Linked DNA regions of Gossypium hirsutum: region 2 is linked to region 1. The links are chromatin contacts, called in public Hi-C maps. All regions are on one chromosome and are shown on one strand. Each heading gives the region's core, a stretch centred on a gene start, on an enhancer-like site or on the middle of the called end of the contact. The rest is flanking DNA. Distances are from core to core; before and after follow the strand shown.

Region 1 (4,006 bases), core at 570-3,069:
GCACTATTGAGAAAACTTATAATGTAGGGCTAGGATCCAGATATATGATCTTTTTAACAGTCAACAGTTATGCAAAACTATGCTTTGACCACCAGAAGCAATGTTAACAATCCAGAAAATCATGAAAATCAAACCAGTATGTACTTAACACAGTGCCAATAATATGATAAAACAATAAGACTACCTAGGCTTATGCATCAAAATGTAAATAATTGAAGAACACACAACACAATTAAGTAATAAACTAAGATATAAAGAGCACAATTATACATCAGTAATATGACCAAGTCCAAAGATCAAACAAAAAGTCAGTACTAAAAACAAGTCACTTCCAAATGCTAGCACATATAATCATATGAAAATGCATGGTACTAAACATATGAGACATACTGTGAAAGACCAGAAATTTTCTAAATTCCTGTTTATTTTTAAACGAGCTGCCTGTATGGGATGTTGAAATTATCGCCATATAACATAATACAATCAATTAATATCATCTTAATTCCCAAACCTTGACTACGGGGAAATTTTTAAGAGTTGTACCAGACAATGTAAGCTGCCAAAAACACTATATGCAATTAAAAGTGTACGAAAGACCAAATAAAAAGGAAGTCAGGAAGGCCATTAATGACACTGGTAATGAATGTGAATGGATCAATGGATCTAACAGAAAAAAGGTTCACTTCTGATTGTAACTATAAGTGGTCTCTAATATTCCAAACCAGTCACCACTTACCTAATTTGATAATTCCAAATTTAATAAGAAAAGAAAAGAGAACCAAAATGGTAAGTTTTTAGAGATTAATTACACCGCTAATGAACATGAATGATGGATCCAGGGCAGATGAATCTATGATAAATTAGAGACCTCATATCAATAAGAATTCAATTACCTTATAGCACAAGGGTGAAAATGAGTTCCTTGTTTGTTAATCTTCCCCACTCGAACTGAAACCAAAGGTATGCAAAAACACCTCGCCAGCATACCAACTTCCGATGGCTCAAAGTGCTGCAAATTTCATCGAAACAAAAAATATTACACACATAAAATAGACAAATTAAGACTCCGATATAAAAAAATAAAACATTTATAATAATTTCAGAAGAGAATTCGATTTAAAAAAAAATTGAAACAATTGTATCAATTAAAGTTCCAAGTTATCAAAGGTACCTGACTCAAATGAGCTAACAATCTATCCTCGGCGACGCCGTTTGAGGAGTTGACTTTCAACAGAGGCTTTAATCTCTCATCGGTTCGACAAGCGCCGATTAATTGCATATCTAAAGCTTGCAACCATTGAAGAACCCTATCTTCTCGATTGCTATGTTGAAGCAACAAATCTCCGTCGTTTTCATCAACAAATATGTCGGTTAATCTTTCCGTGAGTCCGATTTCATTCATTGTCTCACTGTTTTGTCTCGAAGCTGCTCCAGATCCACCGCTAGAGGAGGTCTCGATAACGCCGTCCGATGATGAATCCATCGATTCGTCGCCGTTTTGATCCACGTGATCATCAACAAATTCTCGGTTCCCAGAACTAGCCATCGATGATTTCAACCACAAATTTTAAAAAATGGAACCTTAAAAAATTTCGAATTGACAAATTATTGGATTTATGAAGGAATCTAATTTCGTGATTCGTTAAAAATTTCAAATTATTTTAGAATTAAAAGCGTGAAGATCGAGAAGATCGATTGGCTTACTTCGAGAGAGGCGTCGTTTTAGAGAGAGAGAGAGAAGGGAAATTATTAGAGAGAGAAAAAAATCTCCTTTACCAAAATTTAAAGGAAGAAAATGAAGATAAGAAAAACAAAATTTAAGCTGGAAAGGGTTTTTATAAAGAAGAAAAAAAAGGAAAAATACAGGCGGACGTCAAGGTTTTTTATAGAATTCGGTTAATTGTTATTCTGTTTGAGTTCCGTGCTTTGATTGATTGGTTATTACTTATTCACTTGTTTTATTTGTTAAAAATTCCACGTCCGCTTTTTATATAGTATTTCTTAGTTGTGTGGATCCCACAAGAAAAAGAAATGCCACGTCAGAGAGGGCGATGACAGCAATGATGACCTCACTTGTTAGCTGGATTCACTATTAAGTAATTAATTACTTATTTAACTTTGATTTACTTGCCATTAATTTTAATTTAATGTATAATAATTTAATTTAATGTAATTATATACGTAAAACTTTAATTTTAGTTTAAATTTATATTTGAAATTTTAATTTAGATTTAATCATACACATTTAAATAAATAAATAAATTTATTTATTTTTATATTAGATAAATAATATTATATGGATATGTGAATTCTAACATATTAAAATATTTTTATTCTATTTTTTACTTTTATGACACCTTTTGGAGCTGGTTTTATATAGAGGTGCTCATGGGTCGATCGGATCGGACTTAAATATAATATTAACATACTTTATATTTGCTTAAATTTGGTTCGATCTAAAATTTAGGTCTCAAAATTTTGTCCAATCTCACCCATATTTTCAAAAGATTAACCCAACCTATTTTAGATTTGTTCATATTATTTTTTTAATTTTTTTAAAAAGTATTTATATTATATTATTTTAAAATTTAAAATTTAATAATTTTGTACATTTTTTATTTATTGAAATTTTTTATATAATTATCTTAATATTATTTTAATGTTCACATTAGAATAGTATTAAAAATTTAATATTTAATACTTTTGTATTTTTTTATTTATTGAAATTTTTTATATAATCATCTTAACATTATTTTAATGTTCACATTAGAGTAATATTATATATTTAATATATGTTTATTTTTATAATGTATTCTAAATTAGATAATATATAAAATAACATAATATAAAATATTATAAACTTAAAAAGAGTCAGGTCAGTTCGGGCCAGGCTTAGGCTTTGAATGTTCAAGACAAAACTCGACTCATATTTTAAATGGACCTAATTTTTTTGTCCAGACCCTCCCAAATTTCGAGTAGATCTTCGGGCCTGAGCGAATAACCCCACCCACAAGGGCAGAGCCAAGGGAGGTTTGGCAAGGGCCCCGACCCCTAAAATGGAAATCTTCACCTTTAATCTTTCTATAGTTTTAAAAATTTTAAATTAGTATTTGGTAAAATTACACTTTGGCTCCTTAAAAAATAGAAGAAAATTTGATTTAATCTTTTAAAAATTATAAAAATATAGGCTATTAAAATAGTGAAACTTCACTTTTGTTATCGTAGAAATATACAACTTGATTCCGGCCCTTTTTCTGGCTTTGCCTTTACTGACCTATGAACAATTCTAATTTTATATAGTATATAGATATAAAATATTTTGATGTTTTAAAATACTTTGAAAGTTTTGAGTGATAAAAAAAGTCAAATTGCTAAATAAATGGATTAGCACGTGAGCTCTCGTGGTCAAATAGGAAATTTTCGGATTTTCATGGCAATTAATATGTTCGACAGAATCGTTCATCCTATTTTTGAAACAATTTATAAATTTTCAAATTCTTCAATAGAAAAATATTGTTATTCAAATACATTCTAACAGATTATTCTAACAACAACTAACCTAAATTTCTATAATATACTAAAATAAGTTAATACAATAATAATTTTATGACTATTTTTTACACATTTTAATTAAAATTTGTAAATATTTATAAGAATTTATAACATGAGCTTATTTTTTTAAGACTTAAGATAATATGAAAATTAAGAGATAAAAGTTGAAGTTAAGTGACAAGTGTCGTAGTCACCAAAAATTAATCTTACGCCTAAAAACATAATATAAAATTCGTAATATAAGGAGCAAGATCGATTCCATAAGTATTGGTCTGAGAGTGTTTGAATTTCTCACGATCAAGGCATTTTGTGGACAATTTCGTATCCATGATTCTTGTAGTGGTGCATAAAATAAATAAATAATGATTAAAGTAATACAGAATTAAATAAATAAAAAAATCAAAGAACAGTAAAACAATAAATAAAATTTGAATTCAAAATAAAATAAAATAAA
Region 2 (3,931 bases), core at 245-2,744, 210 kb before region 1:
TATACAATTAAACAAAGCAAAAAAAAGGGTTAAATTCTTATTCTCTTTGTTTTTATTTTTTAAATAATTAGTGGAAGCTAAAAAAATCCAATAAAACTTAAAATTCAACCGAAATTCCAACTTTGGCACGATTAACATTTTCGAAGCGAAAAAAGAAGCTCAGATCTCGATCCAAAGTATAATTCGATTCGAAATTTAATCACGTAAAGCCCAATTTTACTCACAATTTGGCGTAATTCAACGGGAAATTTAAAAAACTCCAAATAGTAAACCATAAAAAGGACGATACCTTATAATTCAAGTAAAAAGGTTCAAGAACTTACCTTTTGAATTGAAAGGATCTTCAGTTCTTAAATCCCAATATATATACACACACATATACACAAAGAAAACAATTAAAAATGCAATACTTTTAATGAAAATTCAGCTGAAACAAAGATCAGATTTTTATTTTTTTATTTTTTGGTTGAGTTGTTGTAATTTGAAACGAAGAATTTTTTTTACAAAAACCCTTCAAAGCTTAAGAAATTAAAAAAAAAAGCGACATTACAAAATAAAAGGCTTAAACCCATAGTTATTGACCAAAAAACCGGTTGAGCCGGTGGATTAGAGATTGCTTCACTGGCAGTTGAAGGTAATTAAACCCATAGTTTCCAGCTGTCAGAAAACTAGAAAGGAGGAATTACCACGTGGCAGTCGATTACATATCGGATAAGATAAAAAGGATAAATTTTTCCATAAGTCACTGTACTTTTGTAAATTTAGATTTAACCCCTATACTTTTATTTCTAGGAAATTAAACTCTCTGCTTTTTCAGATTTCAAAATTCAGCTGTCTACTTTTCAAGTTTCTGCTAATTTAGTGCCAGAATTCTGACGCTAGCCTGGTGTCTATGGTTTCATAGAAACCTGTTCGTTTGGAAGCAAACAGATGCGCCAGCAGCTGTGATTGTCAACCAGGCTGACAGGTTTTTGAAGAAGTGGCAAGATGCTCCGACTGTTTTATCCAGGGGGCAGTGCGTTCCGTCGGGAAGGAGCAGCAGTCGAGTCACTTGGGAGAAGCCGGCTGATGGTTGGGTAAAGTGCAACGTTGGCACCGCCATCTCTTCTACATCGGGCGGTTGTTTTGCAGCTATTGTTCGAGATCATACTGGGTCTTTTATCCGAGGTTGTTTAGGAACGGCCCCTACTGTTTGGGAGGTACAAATGGCTGAATTGGTGACCATACGAGAGACTCTCTCTTGGTTGAGAACACTAAATTTTAGAAAGGTAATTTTCGAATCGGATTGTGGGGATGTTATAGAGCGTATAACTCTTCACGGCATGACTTATCTGAATTTAGGCTTGTTCTTCAAGACTGTTTGACTCCTTTCGGTGGACTAAACGAATGGTTAAGACGGCTCACGAGCTCGTAAGAGTGACCTTATCTCGATGTCTCTCCCACGTTTCTTTTGCCTATTTTTGATACTGATATTTCTTCTTTACAGACTGATAATATTCAGAGAGATAAACCTATTGCTTTAGATTTTTGGTTTTGTGCTATTGATATTTTTCAGAAATCAACCTGAGTTAACAGTTAATTAAACACCGATCAATATGTAAGCCTATGTTACATTTATGACTTTGTAATGGGCCAAATCTGCCCGGGCCCAACAACTAAAAACCAAAATTTAAAAAATAAATAAAAATTAAACCAAATTAAATGTCCACAAGTTCAAATTACATATCCCAATTTCAAACCCAAACTCAAATTTAAAACTCAAAACCGAATTAATCCTAGCCCAATACTCAATGGCCCAACAACTAATAGAGCCCGATAGGCCTAATCCTTTGAAAGTTCTTGGGAACCCTAACCCTAGCCCCATTCGCTTGGCGCTGCAGCAGCCTTCAGCATCCTCCAGCACTAACATCGTTCGCGCCTCCACGTCGACACAATCGTACCACCTCCGTACACCGCCACGTTCCTGCAAGCAGACAAGCAGACAACAGCAAAATAGAGACAAAAAAGGAGCAGCTTTTTGTATTTTTTTTCTTTTTTCTTCATTTTTTTTTACTTTCGGCTTCAAAAGCCAAAGCCAAAGAATGTAATCAAGGGAGGCACACTTCGCATATTGTAATAGAGAAAAAGGCTATCAAAATCAAGAGGTGATTTCCGATTTAAATCGCTGGGCACTTTTTTATTCTATATTTTTTTTTTCTTTCTCTTTGGCTTTATTATTTAGTTCTTGTTGTTTTTTTTATTTTTATTTGAAGACACGAATAAAAAAGGCGAAGGGCTTACCTTTTCGAACGCGCCATCGAAGTCCCTAGTTCCTTTGTCGAGATCGGAGTTATAGAGGGGATTTTGGGGGTAAAATCGGCGGTCCTTGAGGTAGGGATCCAAGTGGGGTTAACTAGCGAACAGATCACCCTCCGTCGATCACCGTTTGGGGTGGTCAAATGGCGGCTAGGGTCTTTTGAGGCTTGGTGCTAAAGAGGGGTAAAAATCGGCCAAATGAGAGAAAGTATGGGGGTATTAGGGTTTAGCTTTAATAGAGGCTTGAAGAAATGGCCAATTGCCTCTTGATCCCCTGCTATTGTGGATTAAAAATGAAACGGCACCGTTTTAGGGGAAGGGACCGGCGCATTAACCTGTTCCAGGACCAAGCTCTTAAAATGGGTTATTTTGTAGAAGGTCCTTCCCCTTTGCACCGCATTATGATTAGCTCCCATTCGCATTTGATTTGTTTTGATTTCTTTTGAATTTTTCCCAAAATTTGAGCTCTTTTGCATTTTAGCCCGTATCTCAACGCAGTGTTTCGGGATCAGGGTAATTATCAGCTTTGGTCCCTGTGAATTCGCGCCTGTTGCGCATGGGTCCTTATTTTAATATTAGTAGTTTGTTTTATTTATAGATTATCCCTTTCATTCTAATTGCATTTTAATTAGATCCTTTTGATTTGTATAATTCATTTTTTATTATTCGCTTGATTTTTTTTATAAATGTATACTTTTTTTTTGAGTTTTTAAGATGATTTTGTCCTCTTGACATAAGATCTTTATTTCAAATTTTTTATCATGTTATTTTAAATTTTTTTATATAATATATCCTTTAAATGTTTTTATATACTATTAAATACATGTAGTTCATGATAAAGTTGGATTTTTATTCTATATATCTTATTAATTCTATGATTACTTCACATATATTATTTCTTTCGAATCTATTTGCATATATATATATCAAAACCTTATGTATATAAAACATATTTTATCATATTTTTTTGTTTTTAAAAAACCTTTCATATTTTTTAATATTCCTTATTGTATGTGTATGGTCTATTTTGATATTTCATTTAAAAAAAACATTTTGCACATTTTTTGAATTATTGTATCATATAATCATTTTAAAATTTTCTTCATGTAATTTTATGTTTAAAAGATTCATATAATATCTTATCTTCATATATCAATATTCATATATACATATACATGATTTATATCGAATTACTTATTTAAATCCTCTCTTGAATATGTTCATATTTTTTTTACTTATATATATTCTTTATTTCTTTTAAATCCAATTTTGGTATTATATATATTTTGTTTATATTATTATTATCCTCTTGTATAAGCGTTGTTTATATTAAGCTTTTTATTTCATGAACATTAATTATTGTGGATGAACAAATCTTGCTTCATATTATTTTTGTACAATCACTAGTTTTGTAACCACCTAATTTTCAGTGGTGTCGGAACAGTGATTCGAGATCACTAAATCCAACAAATGAGTAGGAAATATTATTAATTTAGTGAGTATAAGTTAAATGTGAAGTTAGGAAAAATTTTGAAATAGTGAAATGTACAAAAAATATATATTAAAATAATTAGAATTGAAAATGAGGTATCGAGACCTCGGGAATTTTAAATCGAGCCATAAATATTTTTATAAA

Evidence for each region. Hi-C and Micro-C count contacts between places; a contact is called where the count stands out from the background.
Region 2: a contact with region 1 is called in a Hi-C map of leaf, with 2.3 times the contacts expected there. The contact joins the promoter of LOC107962029 here to the promoter of LOC107962045 in region 1. A contact is called at or near these places in 2 of 34 Hi-C or Micro-C datasets (both in leaf).

The regions. Positions count from the first base shown.
Region 1 is chrA06:121,153,058-121,157,063 of Gossypium_hirsutum_v2.1, reverse strand. It overlaps LOC107962045, which reads right to left and starts at 1,819. Exons shown (of 4, transcript XM_016898263.2): 1 at 1,172-1,819; 2 at 894-1,009. The coding sequence starts at 1,546.
Region 2 is chrA06:121,365,723-121,369,653 of Gossypium_hirsutum_v2.1, reverse strand. It overlaps LOC107962029 (telomere repeat-binding protein 3), which reads right to left and starts at 1,494. Exons shown (of 9, transcript XM_016898245.2): 1 at 909-1,494. LOC121230550 reads left to right here. Exons shown (of 2, transcript XM_041115456.1): 2 at 905-2,485. The coding sequence ends at 1,364.